Regions from separate parts of the Ovis aries genome. Here all the other regions are linked to region 2. Evidence: chromatin contacts called from public Hi-C data. All regions are on one chromosome and are shown on one strand. Each heading gives the region's core, a stretch centred on a gene start, on an enhancer-like site or on the middle of the called end of the contact. The rest is flanking DNA. Distances are from core to core; before and after follow the strand shown. Region 1 overlaps NTM (neurotrimin). Region 2 overlaps OPCML (opioid binding protein/cell adhesion molecule like). Region 3 overlaps NTM (neurotrimin).

Evidence for each region. A called contact is a pair of places that touch in the nucleus more often than the background predicts.
Region 1: a contact with region 2 is called in a Hi-C map of mixed tissues, with 7 times the contacts expected there. The contact joins two enhancer-like sites. A contact is called at or near these places in 2 of 16 Hi-C or Micro-C datasets (mixed tissues and tail adipose tissue).
Region 3: a contact with region 2 is called in a Hi-C map of hypothalamus, with 4 times the contacts expected there. The contact joins two enhancer-like sites. A contact is called at or near these places in 3 of 16 Hi-C or Micro-C datasets (hypothalamus, muscle and tail adipose tissue).

The regions. Positions count from the first base shown.
Region 1 is chr21:32,549,241-32,552,968 of ARS-UI_Ramb_v3.0, reverse strand. All of the region lies in intron 1 of NTM (neurotrimin), which reads left to right. Among named protein-coding and RNA genes, the nearest start is that of NTM, 370 kb to the left of the region's middle. Within about 2 kb of position 2,173, at least 3 of the 54 cell types and tissues checked have an H3K27ac peak or open chromatin away from gene starts, as enhancers often do.
Region 2 is chr21:31,284,287-31,288,027 of ARS-UI_Ramb_v3.0, reverse strand. All of the region lies in intron 1 of OPCML (opioid binding protein/cell adhesion molecule like), which reads right to left. Among named protein-coding and RNA genes, the nearest start is that of OPCML, 430 kb to the right of the region's middle. Within about 2 kb of position 2,072, at least 5 of the 54 cell types and tissues checked have an H3K27ac peak or open chromatin away from gene starts, as enhancers often do. A contact at or near this core is called in hypothalamus, where this site is marked.
Region 3 is chr21:32,426,147-32,429,917 of ARS-UI_Ramb_v3.0, reverse strand. All of the region lies in intron 1 of NTM (neurotrimin), which reads left to right. Among named protein-coding and RNA genes, the nearest start is that of NTM, 490 kb to the left of the region's middle. Within about 2 kb of position 1,482, at least 6 of the 54 cell types and tissues checked have an H3K27ac peak or open chromatin away from gene starts, as enhancers often do. A contact at or near this core is called in hypothalamus, where this site is marked.

The DNA of each region.
Region 1 (3,728 bases), core at 924-3,423, 1.3 Mb before region 2:
ACCCCATGGACTGTAGCCCTCCAGGCTCTGTCTGCCCATGGGATTCTCCAGGTAAGAATACTGGAGGGGGTTACCATTTCCTTTTCCAGGGGATCTTCTCAACTAGGGTCTCCTGCATGACGGGCAGACTCTTTACTGTCTGAGCCACCAGAGAAGCCCATTTTCCATCTAGGTCATCACCAAATCCCGTTGATTTCACCTCCAGAATTCAGCAGGGACTCCCAAATGTCTATTCGCTCCACCATGGCTCCCACTTCCATCATCTGTAGCAGCCACTGACCTACATTCACCCCAGCCTCATTCAGACTCTCTCCTCGCTGGAGCCGGAGTCTGGGTGGGATTTTGAAAGCATGAATTACTCCACTCCCATTCACCCTTCGGTGAATTTCCACTCCGCTTTGAATCATATGCTTGCTGAATGAATGGAGAAACCAGCACTTATTTTATTTTTCTGGATGTTTTACAACTCAGTTGACCTCAGGGAAATGCAAGCCAAAACCACTATGAGATATCACTCCACATCTATTATAATGACTAATAATTTTAAGACTGACCATAATAACCAGGTGTTGGCCTACATCTGGAGTGACTGGCATGAATGTGCAGTGACGGTGGATATGCAAAATAAAATTATCCATCTGTACAAAGACTTGTGCCCAGTTGTTAACAATAGCTTTAATTATATTAGCCAAATTTGGGAACAATCCATGTCCATCACTGGGTAAATGGATACATGAAGCGAAGTGAAGTGAAAGTTGCTCACTCTTTGCGACCTCATGGAGTATACAGTCCATGGGATTCTCCAAGCCAGAATACTGGAATGGGTAACCTATCCCTTCTCCAGGGGATCTTCCCAAGCCAGGAATCAAACCAGGGTCTCCTGCATTGCAGGTGGATTCTTTACCAACTGAGCTATCAGGGAAACCCAAGTGGATACATATTGATGGTAAATCTGTATATGGAATTGACTTATCAATAAATTGGAATGAACTATTGATACAGGCAACAATAGGGCTGGATCTCCAATACACAGATCACAGAGCACAGATGCTACAGTCCTTTACGTCCATTCTGAGGACTCCTAGGAAAAGCAAGAGTAACCTATAGTGACAAAAGTAGACTGGTGTTTCCTGGGGCTGACCGAGGAGTGGGGACCGACTGCAGAGGATATAAGGCAACTTCCTGGGGTGTGAAAACAGTCTGTATCTTGACTTGGGTGATGGTTATATAGATGTACACATACATATTCATCAGACTCATATACGCCGAAATGAATACTTTCTATTGCTTGTGTGTGTGTGTATATATATATATATATATATATATAGCATCATATATACAAGGTATGTAAGTATATATGCATTTATCTATGACATCCTGATTAAGCTGGTTTACAAATCTCCACCGGGCACATCAGCGCAATGGTCATATGTAGAGGTTTCCCTCTTGGCTGAGGAGAAGTTCCAGTGGTCCTGGGAGTGGAGACCGGCAATGAAGCAGAGGAGAGATGGATTGTTTTTTCCTTGATGACATTTTCAGCTTGTCATGGCAAAGTGAAGCTGGAAGCTCAAGGCATCAAGATAGAGATGGACTACATTGAGGGTTGCCACAAAAAATACAGGATGACCACCCAAATTGCAGTCTGTGGTACATGACAGTTTTAGCAAAATAAGTATGCCTTGTTAAAAAAAATATATGACTTGTGTAGTATTTGGGACACACTTATAGTAAAAACAAAACAAAAATTGTCATTTGTCTGAAATTTGCATGTTACTAAGTATCCTGTATTTTCATTTGTTAAAGCTTGCAACTCTTCCAGCGTACCACATCACGACCAGAAGGCTTGAACTCACACGTGGGCAGATTTTCTCTGCAGCGTGTTTTGCATTGCATGATGCTCTCCGCAAGGAAAATTGGAATCAGTGTTATACAGTGAAAATAATGTGGATTTTGTAGTGACTCAGATCTGATTCTAATCCCAACTTTGCTTCCTAACTCACTCTGAGAGTTAGGCCAAGTTGTTAAACATCTCTGCAAAGTGAGGATAGTAACATCCAGCTCACAGCTCCATTCTAGGAATGCCAGGAAAGGACCAGGTATTTGTCATCCCTAGTCTGGGGAACTGCTTCTTTTCCCGCTGCTACCCTGTTTGGCCAGTAGAGGGCAGTGTCTCAACTTCCAGAAACCATAACATTGTGGTGAAAGGAGGCGCTCTTTGCTGACAAAGACCCTGATTCTGAAAGGGGCTCTGGGCTTATTGGTTACTGCACAGCATCCCTCACACTCACTGGTGTTCGTGGGCAGGCGAGGATGAGAGCAGTGGGGTTAAGAATCAGGCTGAAATGTCGTTTTCACAGTCCACCGATGCTTCTGAAAGGAAAGGAAGGGCGTGTTGGATTTAGGAGGAATAAAGAAGGGTCTTAATCCACTCCGAGAAATGGGAGGGGTCTCCTCCTGCTAAAGGTTTGCTCAATTAGGGGATCATTTTATCTCAGGGAGGAAAGCAAGGAAAAAGTGCAAGGAGGATAGTGAAGACTGCTTACTCCTCTGACTTACTTCACCTGCAGCAGTGCATAGACCTGTGGGCACTTGGGGAAATTTATGGCCAGTGAGTTCCAAGCCATTAAAAGGAAGTGCTTCTTTATCTGCTCTGCAGTTGATTGCCGTGGGAGGTCACTGAAGCAGAACTAGGGGCTCTGTTTAGAGAGGGGATCCAGCAATTCTACGAGCCATAAAATTTTGGCTGGTCAGGCTGCTTGGAGCAGGGCGTCCAGTGCCACCTGGGAGCCCAGAGCGACGGCTTCTGCCTTCAGTAGGGTGTGCGGGGCTGACCTTGGGCCACTTCTCCTGGCCCAGTACAGTCCTGGGCAGCTCTTGGCACTGGGAACATCATGTCTCTCTTTGACCCTTCAGTCCTAGGCCTGCTGATTTATAGGTTGCCTTATTATCTACTCCTTCACTTTTCCAACAACTTTATAGCTAGCTCTCATGTGAAATTCCTTCTGTTGGAGGCCTGCCATGCATGCCCTCTGCCTGTCTGGACCCTGACGGATGCCCCTGGACATGCCATTTCCCCCAGAATATTTCTGCCGTCTTGAACAGGATGGATGGGTGAGGCAGAGTCTGTGTAGCTGCGTGTGTGTGCCTCTGTGTTCAGCCGCTTCAGTTGCGTCCAACTCTTTGAGACCCTGTGGATTGTATCCCACCAGGCTACTCTTCATGGGGATTCTCCAGACAAGAATACTGGAGGGGGTTACCATGCCCTCCTCCAGGGGCTCTGGCCCACCCAGGGATCAAACATGCGTCTCTTCTGTCTCCTGAATTGGCAGGTGGGCTCTTTAGTAGTGCCACGTGGGAAGCCCCATGTGGCTGCATGGTCAAGGCAAATTTGGACAGAAGAAGATTTGGTAGCTGACTCTCTCCTGCTTTTCTAGCATCCATCCGCAGGGGCGGACCAATTAGTTCTATAGGCGGTGCCGTATGACTGAAGACACTCCCATTAACTCAGGGAACATGACGGTCATGCCAGGACTTAAAGTTCTTCCAGATTCCACTGTGACTTAAAGTTAAATCTTCGGTTGGCTAGTGTTGTTATCTTTGATGTTTTGTTTTCTTAAAAGGAAGTTATCCCTAAGGGATTCATGCAAAATCAGGATTCAGGGAAATTTAATTCTCTCACAGAGAAACTTAACCAAGGCAGAGGCAACAGAACAAAGATTAGCAAAAAT
Region 2 (3,741 bases), core at 823-3,322:
TTCGGTGCCTTCACAAATGGCACAAGAACGTAAAATCACAGCGGGAGGTAGGCATTAGAAAATCTGAGAGCTTCAGTGGAACCTTTGAGGATGTTCAATGTAAGGGGCATGGGGTGCCCTTTGGCTGCAAGAAGGGATACTAGCGAGAATACGTTTCTTAGGAATGGTGTAAAGATGATTTTTAGAGGAGGTCCTTCAGTCCGGCCTGGGCTCAGTGTAACCTCCAGGGTGTGTGTTGTGTTTCGCTCAGTTGTGCTGGGGGCCCCGGCTCTGCACTCACAACCCCATCAGAATGCAGCAAAGCTCTCACTCCAGACCCTCCCGCCCCTTGCGCTCAGCCCACCCAGCTGTCCTGCTGGATTCTCCCACTCTGACCACAGCCTGGGCAAAGGGGGCCCATGGTCCTCCCTGAGCCGTCCCTGTCCCAGGTCTCCTGGGTCCTCGTGCATGAGTGGAGGGACAGAGAACACGAGCTGCCTCCAGAGTCTTCTCTGCTCTACCCTGAACGGCCCCAGCACTGCTGCCAACAGGCCCGAGGAGTTCCCCAGGATATTTCAGCTGCAGTTCCTAGGATCTAAGAAGACAGGGCCTTCGGTTGAGGATTTGCATCTCGGGGGGCAGGTGAAGCTCTTGGCCCGGACGGCTCTGCCTTGCCTGCTTCCCTGCTCCGCATCTCTTCCTCTCAGCGCTGTTGGCTCTGGACCCCTCGTGGACTTTCACATGTCGCTGGCACCGGGGCCGTTTGCCGCAGCCCCGGAGGCAGCCCCGCACCCCCGCTCGGCTGCTCCTGCCCTGACCACCCGGCCCGGTTCCGAGCTGGAGTGGGCTCAGCAGCTGCACCGCTGGCTCCCTTCCTGAGATCCGACTTGGTTGGCTGTCATCCATCCATCAAGGGAGTTTTGTTATTCAGTCTCTCAGTCGTATCCAGCTCTTTGCAACTCCATGGACTGCAGCACACCAGGCTTCCTGGTCCATCACCAACTCCCAGAGCTTGCTCAAACTCATGTCCATCGAGTGGGTGATGCCATCCAGCCATCTTGTCCTCTGTCGTCCCCTTCTAGACTTCCGCTGGGCTCCTTGCGCCTGCCTAGCATCCTTCGAGGACCTGTCTGGGTTTCAGGGATCCTGTGCCCTCCTGGTTTATCTGAGTCATCCTCCCAGCTGATGCGGAGAGACCTGCCCATGCAGAGAGCAACCAGGCCAGCGGGCAGGTCCATCCTTCCTCCCCTTGCTGGCAGCTCAGTCTATAATAAGAGACCAGCAGAGCCAGCACACATGCCTCCTGTTCTACGAAAACGGAGAGAAAAACAACCAAGAGCCTTCTCCGCTGGGGCCCTAGCTCCTCCCAGGGGCACTTTCCACCTCTCCTGTCTCCTTTAAGTCCAGCAGCAAGACAGTCTCCAGTGTGCCACCAAAAAAAAAAAAAAAAAAAAAAAAACCCAAACAAAAACCGGAACGTATATTGCACGCTCATGAAAGGTCTTCAGAGCAGGTTCTCTGGCTCTAGAAGATTCTCTGTGTCCTTCGTTCCAGCCCCACTGGGAAGTACGTCTGCATTCGCACTTGCTTTAATAGGACGTGAACAATGACTCTGGGTCCCATGTATATGCTATAAGGTTTTCATCAGCTTCATGCTCAAAAAAGGTCATTTACAGAGCGGTTTGTGATCATTAATACAAGACAGATCTTCAAAGCGGCTTCTGAGTTGGGGAAAAAAAAAAAATTCCTGGATGTGTTTTGGCAGGCTGGTTACTGTGAACAGGATTTGATCACTTGAATGTGTCAGTTGTAGACGGGTCCTGGGAAATACTGCTTTCAAATCCTGAAAAAAAAAAAAAACCGAACCCGCCCCTGCTACTCACCCCGTTTCCTAAAGTCCCTCATCTGGAGGCCTTTTGGGGGCCTGAGGCAAAGAGAAGAGGCGGCCCTGGTCCAAGGGAGCAGAGGACAGGCAGCGAGCAGCCCTGGAGAGGGTGGAGGGGACGGGGAGCAGGGATCAGGAAGGCAGGGGCTGCTGGAGTGGCCCCTCCTCTGGGCCCCGTCTCAGCTCACTCGTGGAGCGCTGGCTCCACCCTGTGGCCAGTTGTGGGCACTGCGCCTCACCCACAGGCTTCCGGGCTGAGAGCTGAGGTGGGGTGGGTGCGGATGACCTTCCTGCGTAGGAGAAGCCTGGGTGGCAGGCTGACCCACAGGAAAGGCAAGGTCCCCTTTGTCCCATGGCCGCAATGACATAGGCAGCATGGCTTGTGGCAGGGCAGGGGACCCAAATGCCTCTATGACCACACAGCCTGTCGTGGGGTGGGCAGAGGATGTAGGAAAGATCTTATTCATCATACTCCAGAGACATTCCCGAAACTTACTATGTGCCAACAAGACAATGTTGGGCAAAGCAGACAGGGGCCACTGCTGTGGAGTCCATATTCCATCCCCACCTGTGGGATGTGCCCACAGGGACAAGAACAGGAGGAAAATGAAACCCAGGCTAGGGGGCGGGGGGCGGGGGGGGGGGGGTGCCCGGGGTCAGAGGTGATGGGCACTCCTGAAGGCCCCACCTGGAAGTAGACAGGATGCTATGTCTACACCACTGCTCACCAAGGACGGGACCACATGCAGGCGTGTGACAGGCTGGGAGGGCCCACCAACAAGCATCCTGGTGGTCCTTCCCCTGGGCAGGAAAGCAGTCTCACAGCTGGTGAACACACTGGGACTCTCAACCACAGCCACCTCCTGAACGCAGACATGTTCTTTGAACGCTCAAAATAATAGCACTGGAAAGAGCCTTTGCGGGGAGAAAAAGTGCCAATGTCAGGCCTGGCCCCACCACACTGTTTACAGCAAGACACCAGGTGCCAGAGTCTGAGACTTGATTGAGATTCTTGTTAGTTCAAGGGACCAAACCCTGCTTTGGGTCTGGCAGTGTCTCCACCGCTGCTGCTGCTGCGTTGCTCAGTCCTGCCCAGCTGTTTGTGACCCCATAGACAGTACCCCGCCAGGCTCCTCTGTCCATGGAATTCTCCAGGCAAGAATACTGGAGTGGGTTGCCATTTCCTCCTCCAGGGGATCTTCCCAACCCAGGGATCCAACCCTTATCTCCTCCATCTCCTGCATCGCGGGTGAAGTCTTTACCCACTGAGACGTCAGGGAAGCCCAGTTCTGGTTTCTGATGGCAGAGCCGTGTGGAACCAGGAAGACCGGAGTCACGGTGCGTCTCCGCGCAAGCTGTCAGGATACCCCCGGCCCTTCATCCATCCGGCGAGGCTCCGCCTCCAGCTCTGTGTGCCCCCACCCTCACAGAGCTGCATGCAGATAATATAGGTGGAGGCTACCCGAAAAGAAAAACCACCAAACAAATAAAGCAAAAAAAAAAAAAAAAAAATTACTAAAAGAAGTGATTGCATTTGATTCTAAGGAATCAGTTCTTACTCTCCCCTCTGTTGCTCATTTATGGCGTGACGTGCTTGAGAAACTGTGGCGCGCGCCCATATGGATGCACTTACCCATACCCATAACGATCTTTTGAAGTATGTATAAGTGGTGCCATTTAACAGGAATCTGAGGCTCACAGAACTGAAGCTCGGGGATCTACAGCAGGAAAGAGAGACCTTGAACTTGAACAGGCCCATCTGGGTTCAGACGCCAGGCTCCTTCTCCCACAAATCACCTCTCATGCTTCTTCAATGATCACACTTTCTCATCTATGTGGGGGGACCCCTTAAGGTTGGAATGAGGAACTCCTAACTC
Region 3 (3,771 bases), core at 233-2,732, 1.1 Mb before region 2:
GAGCTAGCTGCCTCCTCCACTCTCCCTGTTTCTACAAGCATGCGCATGCATACACACACACACACACACACACACACACACACACACATCTGTCTTTTCATCCTTTTATTCTCTCCAGTCTTGTCCCAAATTTAGCTGGGCAAAAGCAACACAGAACCAAAATATGAATGCCTTTTGGAGGTGAGGGCCAGTGATCCTCAGCATCATCAATAGACTGTGGCTGGGACTTGGGAACTGCCAGGCAAGTGAGTCGTGACATTGCGATGGGTGGGTGGGGTCTGCTTCTCAGTGGGGGATGGGGATGCTGGGGACCCGGAGGCTGATACTAACCCAGGGAGCAGAGCATCAGAGACCTGGACCCACCTGTCTGCAGGTACAGGGCACCTATTCTCCATGGATCCCCAAAGCCCAGAGGAATGAATGTTCAGAACCAAGAACCTACCTTGCATGAACTCAGTGTGTGTATGTGTGTTCTCCCCCAAACACACACACACAAATCTGTGTGGACTACAAATACCTGTGCCCTGCATGGGACCGGCGACCACTGACAAAAGATTTCACATCTGCAGTCAGAAATGACCCTTGGATTACTTTTGAAAGAACCTCCCATACATTTTAAGCAGGTTGGTGGACTCATCATTTAGGCTGCTGCCAAGAGGCAGCTATTAAGAGATGTGGCAGGGAGTGGCATTTTCTTAAAAGGCAGTTATTTTCATTAGTGCCATGATTTTTCTGGTTTAGAAATAAAATCCATCTGAACTTGGGATCCTTTAGACAAACCAATGTCTTTGGGAAAGTGGGTTAATAGGAAATGCGTGTGGAGGAGCCAGGTTGTCTTCCGGAATCTTCTGGAATGAGCAGGGCATGGTGTGTGCAGATGCCAAGACAGAGAGCAGGACACTGGTGGGCGGGAAGAAGGGCCAGCCTCTCTCCTCCCAGGTCCCTGGGATGGGGGAGCCGAGGGTCGGAGGGAATCACAGGAACAGTTAGCAGTCTGCAGCAAATTAACCAGCAGATTAACTTCTCAGACGCCCAGCTGGTTGTCCTCTCAAATCCTGCCGTCCTACCCGTCTGCCGGTTCCACTTTGCAGCAGGGCTGGGAAAGCAAGGCTCAGCTTCAGTTCCCGGTCCTGCCAGAGAGCAGAGCTCGGGGGCTGGGGAGCGCAGAGCGGAAGCAAGCGCAGGAGGCCAGGCGGGCAGGAGGTGCATGTACGGAGGCCGGGGTGTCGAAGAGAGAAAGAGCCGGCCGCGTGTGTGTGTATGCACACACTAGTGTCTGCATCTATATCTGTTCTGTGTGTGCATCTCTGTAGGTGCATCTGTGTGTCTGTGTGTGCATATGTGTGCTCTGTGCGTTTGGGTATATGTGTGTGCGTGGGTGGGTGGGTGAGATGGGCAGGGAATAGGTATGGCGGGTGAGGGCGTGTTGAGGGCACAGAAGGAAGATTTAGCACAAGCCCAGATGCCGCAGGATCCCACACCAGCAGATGGTGCTGTAGGTACAAGTTTGAAGGAGGCGACGCCTGGATTGCTAGAGACCTAGAGGGGAAGAGAGCGTTGAACACAGGGATTAAGGGACATCACACCCCACCTGCATGGAGAGCATGGAGCCTGAGGAAACCTTGAACAGACCTAGCAGCTCTGTTTCTCCATGAAGGAGCCTGTGTGCTTTAACGCTGATTTAAGCGCCTGCGCTAAGGGACCTCCTTTTGTTCCCTCCTCACTGGCCCTCCGGACCCATCAGAGTGAGAACCTTACAGTCTGGGAGCAGCCGGGAGTGTGGGGTGCCTGTGGTTTCACTGGGGAGGTTGTGGGGCTGCATTACCTCTCTCCCACCCTTTCCCTCTAGTCCTCTCTGCCAGGTTTTATCAAAGCATCTTGCCCATCTCCTCATCCCTCCCCTCCGGGAAAGCCCTTCACTTCTTCCCAGGGGGACCTCACCTACTTCTCTCCTTGGGATCTCTGCCCACAGTCTCTCTGACTCCCACCTCATCTTGCCCACTGCCAGGAGGTTAATCTTCCCTAAGCGCAACTCTGCGATTGTATCTGTGGCCCCGGCGTCTCAGCCGTCTCCACTGCCAGCCCGCCTCAGCCTGGAGATGACACAGCTTCCCCTCCTGCCACCCCATCACCTGCTCCTTCCAGAGCCAGCCCGAGCCTCTTCCCTTCCCTCCCCCGCACTGAGCTCTGGCAGCCTCTCTCTCCATCATCAACTGTGTGTGTGTTTAAATTCGTCCTTCTTCTGTTCCATTTCCAGATGCCTCACTCCCTTCAAATCTCCCCCTTCATGAGCCGCCTGCTCCATGAAGCACCCCGCTGACCTGATCTCGCAGCATCCACTCCCAGCTCGGACCTCTCTGGGCGCCCTGCCCTGTAACCTGCCCCCTCTTTCACACACTGCCTGCGGTTCCTTGCAGAGCTCACCCCCGACCATGAAGGCGACTCACTTCCTGTTCCCACCACTATTCTACCTGGGAACTCAGTAGAGCCCTTGGGTAGATTAACACAAACGTTTACCTCTATTTGCTTTTTCCTTAGCTAAGCTTCAATGTGAGGATGTTGATGGCGATCTTTCCCCCAGGCCAGAAACAAGAGACAAGAGACCCTCGTCTTTTTCCACTGACACTTCCCTTCTGCCTTCAGTTTCCTCAGCTCCTAACTGGGGGCAGTGATGGGCTCAGTCATTTGATTTGTAACCCCTTTGTCTTGTCCCCTCGGGACTGACAAGTCTTCCCTGTCCGCCCTCGCCCATCAGGGGCAGCTGAGGGAGGGAGGGGGTCTCATCTCTTGGCTCAAACTCTCGCCCACTCTCCTCTCCTCTCCTCCAGCTCATGGGAGCACCGTTGTTTCAGAGAAAGACAGTCCCTTCCAAGCGCATGCCTCCCTGTGTCATTCTAACAGGACTCTTCCTACCCTTCCTAGCTTGACCGTTTTTCTCTTCCCCTTCCAGGGGCTGTGGACATAAACCAGGACCCAAGAAGCTCTGCAGCCTCTGACATCTGTTAATGCTCCTGAGCCTCCCCGAGAAGCTGGCCCATCCTTTCCTTGCTCCTCTTTTAAGCCAAATAAAATTTAACATTATTTCAGATGGCTTAGTCGATGCCAGCTTTCAGGCTTCCAAATGCTATTTCTAAAAATTTATGTTCTCATTTTATTTTATTCTTAGTAAGATTATATAGACTTTTAGACACAGAAGGAAACTTCAGTGATAATTTAGAAGACTTAATTGTGGATCTCAAGTCAGCTGCCATCGTCACATCCTTTCTCTCCTGTCCCCGTCCTCCTCACCCAAGATAGTGCTCGGAATTCCTGTTGGGAACAGGGCTAACTCCAAGGCCTTGCCTCGGTCATCCAGGTGGGAGCCATCACTACAACGTGAGCACTGCCAGTTGCTTAATCCATCTTCCCTAAACCCAAGGGTCTTCATCCTTGCTAGAGGTCTAGATCGGCTGGCATTTGCTGATTACTATGTGCTGTGTGGAAGTCATCACATTTGATTTAGGCCACTTCTCTGCAGTGTGTGTGGGTGCTAAGTTGCTTCAGTCATGTCTGACTCTTTGTGACCCCACGGACTGTGGCCCAACAGACTCCTCTGTCCATGGGATTCTCTGGCAGGAATACTGGACTGAGTTGCCGAGCCTCCTCTAGGGGCTCTTCCCGAGCCAGGGTAAACCTGTGTCTCTTACGTCTCTAGGTTCTTGACCACTAGCATCACTCTGCAGGAGAGATGCCAATCACACAAGATGGAAGAACTGAGACATGAAAAGTGAA